Regions from separate parts of the Pan troglodytes genome. Here region 2 is linked to region 1. A link is a contact called in public Hi-C data. All regions are on one chromosome and are shown on one strand. The core of a region is the stretch at or near the end of the contact, and the rest is flanking DNA. Distances in the headings are between cores, read along the strand shown.

Region 1 (5,227 bases), core at 773-3,272:
TGCCCTTCGTTGCATTTTCAGTCCACCTTCTGAGGGTTGCCAGGTGGAATATGTGCATGACCTGGAGGTGTCCAGGCTCTGGTGGCCCACAAGTCTGACTGCACATCACAGTCACCTGGTAGACTTTGAATTTGTTTCTTAGGGTATTAAAACAAATAAGTGGAAGAAGAAATAAAAGTGGCCCATAATTTCATGGTCCTGACAATCCCCTACTGACATTAAAAAAATAAAGCAATAGGTGCACTTGGCTAGAGAATGCATATAGTGCTAACTAAGAAGAAAACCACCTGCCCCCACTACAGTCCTCCTCTTCAGGGGGCATTGTTAACAGGTGGGGGCCTTGCCTCTGACAGATATCTGCCTGTCTTCTATTGATAGGTGTGTGTGTGCTCTATGCATGTAGAAAAAGACACATGAGAAATTGTGTTTTAAACTGTGGCACTGTTCTGCCTCTCGATCTATTACGTTTTTTAAAAGTTAGTGTATCTTGAAGTTTGTTTCATAGTGATAATCACTTTTTTTTTTTTTTCTGAGATGAAGTCTTGCTCTGTCACCCAGCTGTAGTGCAGTGGCACGATCTCAGCTCACTACAACCTCCACCTCCCAGGTTCAAGCAATTCTCCTGCCTCAGCCTCATGAGTAGCTAGGATTATGGGCATGCACCACTACGCCTGGCTAATTTTTGTTTTGTTTTTTTTTTTTTGAGATAGAGTCTTGCCCTGTCGCCCAGGCTAGAGTGCAGTGGCACGATCTTGGCTCACTACAACCTCCGCCTCCCCAGTTCAAGCAATTCTCCTGCCTCAGCTTCCTGAGTAGCTGGGATTACAGGCACCCACCACCTCCCCCGGCTAATTTTTGTATTTTTAGTAGAGACAGGGTCTCACCATGTTGGCCAGGCTGGTCTTGAACTCCTGACCTCGTTATCCACCTGCCTCAGGCTCCCAAAGTGCTGGGATTACAGGTGTGAGCCACTGTGCCTGGACTAATTTTTGGATTTTTAGGAGAGACGGGGTTTCACCATGTTGGCCGGGCTGGTCTCGAACTCCTGACCTTGTGATCCGCCCGCTGTGGCCTCCCAAAGTGCTGGGATTACAGGTGTGAGCCACCGTGCCCAGCTGACTATCACTCTTTTTTATGGTTGCCTAGAATTCCATAGAATATTCCACTGGACATGCCAAAGTCATTATCTCTTTGATGGATGTGTTGGTTGTTCCCAATTCTTTGCTATCACAAACAGCAATTCAGGGAACATCCTTTTTCATATGTCTTTTTTTTATTTTTCTTGAGACAGAGTCTCGCTGTGTTGCCCAAGATGGAGTGCAGTGGTACGATCTCAGCTCACTGCAACCATCACCTCCCGGGTTTCAGCAATTGTCCTGCTTCAGCCTCCAGAGTAGCTGGGATTACAGGCGCCCACCTCTACGCCCAACTAATTTTTGTATTTTTAGTAGAGACGGGGTTTCGCCATGTTGGCCAGGCTGATCACGAACTTTTGACCTCAGGTGATCTGCCTGACTCGGCCTTCCAAAATGCTAGGATTACAGGCATGAGCCACCGCGCCCAGCCCCTTATCCATATACCTTGCCAAAGTTTTGCAAGCCTAGATGTTCCAGCAGTGGGATTGCTGAATCTCAAAGGGTTCATGCATTTAAAATTTTGATAAACCCTTCACAATGATTATACAATTTGTACTTGGGAATATATTTTTAAAATACAGATTTATTGGGCCCCACCCCAGAACTACTAAATTTACAATTTCTGGGAGTAGTATATGAGAATTTCTATTTAAAATGCAGCTTTTGGGGTAATTCTAATGCAACTAGTTCTCTGACCAGCATGTTAAGGACCACTGCTAGAGTAGGAGGGAGGATTTGTGCAAATAATTAGATCTGAGCTGGGCATTAAACTGTGACGAGAGCTGTGGCAAAAAATGGCACACCAGGAGGTGGAGCTGAGGATGAGGAGCGCAGGGCAGCTGCGCAGGCCTCCTGCACACTACTCATGCTGCTGCCCGAAGGCCAGGTTGCAGGAGAGCTGCCCTTGAGCTCTTGCCTTGTTTGGCCCCCTGGACAGAAACCATATGAAGTGATTCTGGGGGCTGCTGTTTAAATTCCTTTTCACGCTGTGGCAGGTTAGCACTAATTGGGATCTGTGAGACTTAACTCATTTCTGCCTGGTTTTTTTTCCCAGAGTCTTTTTTGCTTTGGGTTTGGAAAAACTCAAGTTTTTTCAAATCAAGTTGACTTTAAAATCTACTTTTGGAGACCCTACAAAAGACTGTGCTTGTGAACTCAGAAGAAGCAAATGCCCCGTCAGCGTCTGCCCACGTGCCTGTGGAAGAATTGTTCTAACATTCCAGAGCTCTCTGCTGAAGAAAAGGAGCCCCATCTCATCTTTTTAAGCTCAGCATTCTCTAGCCACAAGTGAATGTACATTAAGCTTTTTTTTCCTTCTCTGACCTTGGAAGCTCTTTGTTCCTGGGCAGAGACATGGTACATTTCTGGAAGAAGTTGCTGGAATTCTTGGGCTCCTGTTAAAAGCTTATCAGACTAGGGTACAATCACAATGTCACTTGGCCCCCCTTCCTCTTAGAAAGTCTAATCGTTAGGGCCAGAAAAGCTTAGGCCCTTGCAGCCTTTACTTGTTGTGAGAATCTGTTCGTATTAAGGTTTTCATTCAAGCAGGATTCTCAATTAGTGTTGACCCAGGTGAGGCTGGTGCCTCTTGGCACAGCAGACAGAACTGCATATTTCCTCTGAAGCAGGGTAAGGTGGTAATTGTAGGTTGGGCTGGGGCTGGGGAGGCGGTGGTTGGGGTGGATCAGTTGTTTGATTTTACTTAGCCGTTCAGTCAGTGGGTTTTGTTTTTGTTGTTAAACATATGCTTTTCTGAGGTTTGTGTTACTAACCATCGCCCTTCCCACCTCACAGAATGTCATGTTAAAGCCCAGGCAAATTCTACTCTTTCTGTTCATCTGTGTAGGGAACTCTCAACTTTGGTGGGATCAGGGTGGGCAACGGACCGACAGAGGAGGATGCTGAGATTATTCAGCATGACCAGCTCTCCACCCACTCAGAGGACGCAGACGAGGTAAGATCCCGTGGTGTGGGCTTTCTCTCCTTCCACCTCGGGTCAGCCCTAGTCTTGTGTACCTAAGAGACCTCACTCCAGTCTTCTCCTTGAAAAATAAAAATACTAATTAATATTCAGCCTGCCTTCTGGACCTCTTAGGGCACCACAGCTTTTTCCAGTGGGCCCTGCCCTAAGCTCCAGCTGTTGCCCCCAGAGCCCGCAGCAGTTTTGCTCCTGTCTTGAATTCCAGATTTTGCCTGCAGTGCTCTGCACGCAGGTCTCCATTACTGACTGCTCTCTCACCTGAGGCAGAGCAGGCCTCAGCATCCCAGCTCTTATGACCTGAAACACAGGTCACTAAGCACAGTTTCTTCATCCATTGACCCTTCCAAGGATCGTTCCAATTACATTACTGACCAGCTATAATCACTGGTACTTTTGAAGTCCTACACCACTGATGTGTTCTTGCTGCAGATATTTTGTTTGAGCTTTTTTGGTGTCATTTGCCTACTTTTTACAGGGAGAGAGAGAATTAGGCCAAACTAGACTTTTCCTTAAGATACCACCTCCAAGCCCACTCTCCTTGCCTGACCCCTTGTAGCACAAAGCCTCTGAACTGAACTATTAAATCTCATCTACTCATTATGTTCTTTTTAAAGCAAATAAAATAGGAGTTGAGGACTCAAGTTGGACTTTTCAGTCTGTCTGACCACTTTCACTATATATGATTTTTTAAAAAAGAAATCACAAGGGTTGTGGATGCCTTTAAAAAATATGTATCTTAATGCTCTAAATTCCTGCTGATTTCGCTTTGTGTATATGCTGAGGAGGCCTGCCTCCAATGTGCTAGCCCATTTAACATGAACAGTCCTCCCCAAGAAGCATTCAGTAGCCTTGTGCTCCTAACTTGTGACCTTGTGTGTGGCGTGGCTCCCCACTAAGTGTAAATTTGTGTTTTCAAGCCTTCCGAGGACGAAGTGGTAAGATGAAAGCTGGCGTTGCCTTCATGTTTATCCGGGCCTCTCTCTTCCCATCCTTGTGATCACTCTGCTGACCCTGCCACACCCTGGGGCCATACACATGACTCCTGTGCCTCTGCATCTCACTGGCCATTTCAAACCAGTTCGTGAGCCTGTGTTCTAAAAAGCTCATCTCCATTAACTGCATCTCATGTCGGTCACCTCTGTCTTTGTTTCATTGACTTTGCTGATTTAACACCTCTGAGAATGGCTTTGAAAGGAGCTACAAGTAATGTCTTCACTGGCATTCTTGAAGTGACTCCTCTTGGGGGTTAAGTCCCATTGGCCTCTGCCTTCCTCTCCTGTGATGTTGTGGTTGATCTACTCCCAGCCACCGGGAGTAGCCGTTTCCTCCCTGCTCCTCCTAGTGCTTGTGAGCAAACCTTACCCTTCCTCCCTGTCTGAGCCGGCCTCTTCCTGCTGCCCTCCTCAGCTTGATGATGCTTCAACTTAGAAGTGGTGGACCCTTCTCGGGGTCAGCTCTACCTCCATGTGACCCAGGTGAGAGGGAGACAGCTTTCAAAAGGAGGCTTTGCCTTCCAGATGCATCCCAAAGGAAATAATCCATCTGTGTGAAAGGAGTTCATATTATATCAGCCACATAGAGAATAACGGAGACTGGAAAGCAAGTTGGCTAACTGTTCAGGCCACATCTTGAGTAGAAGGCCCTCTGGCTCAGCAGTAATTCACTTAGCAACATACACTCTTTAAACTGGGTTTTTAAAACACCTTGCTGCACTGTTTGCATCTTCCCCCAGCACTTCTCTCTAAAATGCCTAGACCCACAAACCATACCCTTCCCTTCCTGACTCTCGGTCCTCTCTAGGAGGGCAGTGGGATGGGAATGGGAAAGCCTTTGCTGTTCTGTGTAAACACAGGTAGGGCCTGCTCTTCCTGAAGCCTAGAGAGGCTCCTTTGCTGGCATCAAAGAGTGTCTGTGTTCCTGGACTGCTCATCTATGCAGTCCCTGGCTGAGCTACCTGGCAGGGATGGGTGGGGCGTGCTCCATGTTAATGAGGAGCCCAACCCTTTCCCTGGCTCACTACCTCCAACAACACTGCTTTTTAAATGTTTTCCTAGCCGAGCACCCACATTGTCAGAGTGGTCTGACCAACTGTTGTGTACCAGCGTTCTCG
Region 2 (4,683 bases), core at 954-3,453, 180 kb before region 1:
GCACAAAGAACCCAGAGAGTCAAAACAGCAAGTGCTGAAGGGGAACAGACAGGGCTACCCCCTCCTCCACACTGAGGACAGCTGCAGAGATTACAGTTTTCTTTCGTTTTTTTCTTTCTTTTCTTTGTGTGTGTGTGTGTGTGTGTGTGTAGTGGGGTCTTGCTATGTTGCCAGGCTGGTCTTGAGTTCCTGGCCTCAAGTGATCCTCCTGCTTCAGCCTCCCAAAGTGCTAGGACTGCAGGTGTGAACCCCCATGCCCAGCTGAGATTACAGTATTTTTAATTTCTCTCTCTTTTTTTTTTTTTTTTTTTTTTGGTGAGACAAGGTCTTGCTCTGTCACCCAGGCTGGAGTGCAGTGGTGCGATCATGGCTCACTGCAGCCTCAACCTCCTGGGCTCAAGCAATCCTCCCACCTCAGCCTCCCGAGTAGCTAGGACTACAGGCACAAACCACCACACGTGGCTAATTTAAAAAAAATTATTTTTGTATAGATAGGGTCTCACTATGTTGTCTAGTCTGTTCTCAAACTCCCAGGCTCAAGTGATCCTCCCGCCTGGGCCTCCCAAAGTGCTAGGACTATAGGCATGAGCCACTTCGCCCAGCTAAAATAATTTATATATAACATATAAGTACATGTCCTCTTACACATTAAAATATACCTTATTTTCAATAGTTGCACACTCTAAATACCAATCCCTTGCCCCTCCACCCAGTCACTGTCTTCCCCTTCAAACGTGATGCTCCCAGCTCTTCTACTCTAGTGTAAACCATACTCCCATGCAGCTAATAATAATTTCCTCCAGAAACCCTTTCTTCAGACCATCTGGCACACTGACATGGTTCAGTTACAGGCAAAAAGCCATATGCTGGGCTGAAATCTGGGCCTCAAACCTTCTAGCATCTACTAAGAAGCACTGTGCCAGCAGGGCATCCTGTTAACTGCCCTCAGTTTCCCTTCTCGTGTTTCAGGCATGTTTTGGGGGATGTATGTGTATTAATCCCCTCTTTATTTTTATTTTTTGACACAGTGTCTCACTCTATCAGCCAGGCTGGAGTGTGGTGGCATGATCACCGCTCACTACAGCCTTGAACTCCTTGGCTCAGGTGATCCTCCCACCTCAGCCTCCCAAGTAGCTACGACTACAAATGCGTGCCACCACACCGGGTAATTTTTTTGGATTTTTTGTAGAGACGAGGTTTCACCATATTGCCCAGGCTGTATCCCCTCTTTAGACTCATGCACTCTCTGTGGAGCAGGAACTACACTACTCTAAGTGATTCTGATTCTCCTCTCAAATCCCATCGGTCACCCCAACAAAAGCACTCACTACAATTCTTTCCCATAAGGAGAAATAATTATCCCCCAGGTTATTCAGGCATTTGCCTATCTATCCTCCAAGGATCCCAAAATTTCCAACTTTTCCCAAAAATTAAATGCCAGGAACATGGAAAATCAACAACTACCTGGGTCAGCTTCAGGATGCTCCTGGCTCTCTGGCCGACAATACTTTCCGAATGCCTCCTCCTTGGGAATGTCAGGATAGAGATAGACCAGTGGAGACACCAGGATATTGGTAGCATCCATGATCTTATAGCCCATGATGATTTCAGCAAATGACATGTTGTTCAGCTGCTGCTTTGTGTATGGTTCCACGGACTGGATCTGGGTCTTACCTGTCACAGGACATGGGAAGGAAAGATCATGGAACCTACAGCTAAGTCATCTCAGAGAAAACTGCCCATTTTTTCTTTCCTCGAAGGGGAAAAGACTTAAGCCACCCTAGTGTTGAGACCCTGAACACCCTGTTCAGTGGCCTGGCACTGTGGAAATATTCAGGCTGGCTTCTAATTAAGAAGAGGCTACTAGTTGGGTCATAGAAAATAAACTTGAATATAACTACTTGCGTTAAGATATATTAACAGGGTTAAGTAGAAAAAGAGATGAAGAATACAATTTAAATTGCAAAATTCTCAACAAATAGTCACTGGAGCAAGCAAAACAAAGCAAACCAATCCTTCAGCTGGAAGGATTTAGAAGTCACCCAAATGTGTTTTGCGAGTCTGAGTGAAACAGGGAGTTGAGGCCATCTCCACCCACCAGGGGGCAGTAGGTGCTTGCAACTAGAAGCAGTGATGAGTCCTCAGCAGCCACCAGCAGGTGGGGTGGGTGGGAGCCTCCCTTACCGCTGATGTCCTTCTCCACCCAAGTGAAAGTGACGCCTCCTTCTTTGCTGCTTTCACTGAATCTTAGCAGGAAGGTGCCTGGAGGCTTAGTGCTCAAGATGGCCCGCTCCCGCTCCTTACTGATAAAGCCCATGATGTACCTGGAGCCAAGGAGGAGGAACAGTGTTGTTACTGCTAACAGGGCATCCATCCCCTGCCACTGGCTTGCTGAGAGCAGGGGACTTGGTTACATCTGTGCACACTCTGTCCAACCTACCCTTCGTTCCAAAGGGCCAGGATGTACTTTTTCACAAGGTCAATGATATTGTCCAGCCAGACCCAGAAGGAGAAGCCCTTGCCAGCCATGTTTTCCTGGAGAAAAGAGTAATGGGAAAGCCAAGTCTACTGCCATCCCAGCCCTTCCCTTCCTAGGGGTGCAGTGCATCACCCAAATCCTCAGGCCCGTCTACCTTCAGGCAGGTCCTACTGGCCGCTGGACCAAGAGTTCAGGGCCTTCAAGCCAGAGCCCTCAACGACAGCCGTGCAGGTGAGCATTCCCATTCCCACGAGAATTTAACAAGATTGCTTACTTTGCAAAATTTAGCCCATGTGATCTGACACCCTGAATAATTCACACCAGGTCCTGAAGGAAAAGAAAAAGAGTCAAGTAGTGCATTTTCAGCTTGGGGTCAAGAGGTTATTTCTTAAAACAGAACACACACACATTCATCCCACAATGGGCCACAAAATAATCAGCTTTCACATCTGTGAAGGTAGGCACTGTTGTGTGTGTGCACATGAGGACAAACACTATCCCATCATTTGACTCACTTGTGTTGCTGGGTAGCCCAGCAGGGATGGAGGGTGATGTAACAAGTCCCCCTGCTCTTCCCAACCTCGGGTGGCAGGCTGGGAAGAACAGCAGCACTCACTAACAAGCTGACATCGGGTGTCAGAGAGGTGTATTTGGTGGCAACAGCTTTATTAGAACAAAGCTACTTCTAGCCCAGGTGGCACATAAAATATTCCACTAATTCTTTTTTAAAAACTAGCCTACGCTGGGCACAGTGGCTCAAGCCTGTAATCCCAGCACTTTAGGAGGCCGAGGTGGGCGGATCACGAGGTGAAGAGACGGAGACTATCCTGGCCAACATGGTAAAACCCCGTCTCTACTAAAAATACAAAAATTAGCTGGGCGTGGTGGTGGGCACCTGTAGTCTCAGCTACTCGGGAGGCCGAGGCAGGAGAATCACTTGAACCCAGAAGGCGGAGGTTGCAGTGAGCCGAGATCACACTACTGCACTCCAGCCTGGGCAACAGAGCAAGACTCGTCTCAAAAAAATAAATAAATAAATAAAATAAAACAAAAAAAACCAACTAGCCTATAGTTTATTTAAAAAATGGACAGGGAATGTCAAGCCTTTAGTGCCACCTTCCAACACACACTTAAAAGATCTTCTAAAGTTAGATAGAGTGGGTGAATGAGACAGCAACCAGGAGAAAAGAAATCTACCTCCCACCTCAAAAATGATCACCTCGACTGAAAACTGCAAACTGTCTCTGCACCCCAACTCCCCAACTCCCCTGTTTCCTGGCACCAGCACAGCGCCTTGCTCAGGAAAGAAACATGGCCTAATGCTCAGTAGACATGGCCCAAATGAACAGCCCTATGGGCCGGATCCCTTTTCTGGGCGGGTGGGCAGGAGGGAAAAGGGGTGAAATGCGGACCCAAGAGTTTCTCTGCCAGTGTAGTCAGCTGCTCGATGCTCAGTCCTCGCTTGGTGGTGGAGGAGAACTGCCAGCTCAGGACCTCGGCCACTTGATCCCAGGTTCCAATTGGGGGCTTGGTAAAAAAGTTTACGTTCTATTGGAAAGAACACATTTGCTTGTTTAGATGAGGGATGGTGCTCATTGTCTATACTAGGTACCCCTAAGTCGCAAGAGATCCCGGGGCACCAACTAAAAGGAGGGGGCACTAACCTTGGGATTGTTGGTCAGCATGTTGTACCACAGGATGGACGCCCAGGCATTTGGCATCTGACAGATGTTGGAGATCACCACAACTGGCAAGGAGTGGGTCTGCGGAGGAAGTGGGGACTGAGCTGGGGAGGCAGAGGGGCTCTCACAGCCTTGGAAATCTCTTCACCCGCATCTCACGGGGCTCAGAATGAAAGGACATGCCATAAACCACACCTGCTGCCAACTCTAGGCGAGGAGTGTGAGTGAGTCAGCTCAGTGAGCACTCATAGTGGAAAGAATGCCCAGCGTGGCCACACAACTCAGGCTGCAGTCGGAATACACCGGTCCCTTGTAAAACCTGACTTGCTCAAAGCTTGACTCACAGTCCACAGATTCCCCATTTTTAAGACCTTGGAGGCATTCTCCAAGACTTGAAGCTGTATCTTCACATGAAACAGGGAGGTCTCAGGAATCAAAGACCAGGATTCCTGCTTTTCTAGGGATATCTTAATTTAAAAATCAAGAAAGTTGGGAAAGGAGAATGTCATTGCCACAATTTTC

The links. Hi-C and Micro-C count contacts between places; a contact is called where the count stands out from the background.
Region 2: a Hi-C map of stem cell-derived neural progenitor cells shows a contact between it and region 1, with 2.8 times the contacts expected there. The contact joins two enhancer-like sites. A contact is called at or near these places in 2 of 7 Hi-C or Micro-C datasets (a lymphoblastoid cell line and stem cell-derived neural progenitor cells).

What each region holds. Positions count from the first base shown.
Region 1 is chr19:25,634,341-25,639,567 of NHGRI_mPanTro3-v2.0_pri, reverse strand. All of the region lies in intron 17 of ATP6V0A1 (ATPase H+ transporting V0 subunit a1), which reads left to right. Among named protein-coding and RNA genes, the nearest start is that of NAGLU, 29 kb to the right of the region's middle. Within about 2 kb of position 2,022, at least 3 of the 24 cell types and tissues checked have an H3K27ac peak or open chromatin away from gene starts, as enhancers often do. A contact at or near this core is called in stem cell-derived neural progenitor cells, where this site is marked.
Region 2 is chr19:25,819,466-25,824,148 of NHGRI_mPanTro3-v2.0_pri, reverse strand. It overlaps STAT3 (signal transducer and activator of transcription 3), which reads right to left. Exons shown (of 24, transcript XM_001165480.8): 16 at 4,144-4,242; 17 at 3,892-4,027; 18 at 2,754-2,806; 19 at 2,441-2,535; 20 at 2,185-2,324; 21 at 1,462-1,674. Among named protein-coding and RNA genes, the nearest start is that of STAT5A, 35 kb to the left of the region's middle. Within about 2 kb of position 2,203, at least 3 of the 24 cell types and tissues checked have an H3K27ac peak or open chromatin away from gene starts, as enhancers often do. A contact at or near this core is called in stem cell-derived neural progenitor cells, where this site is marked.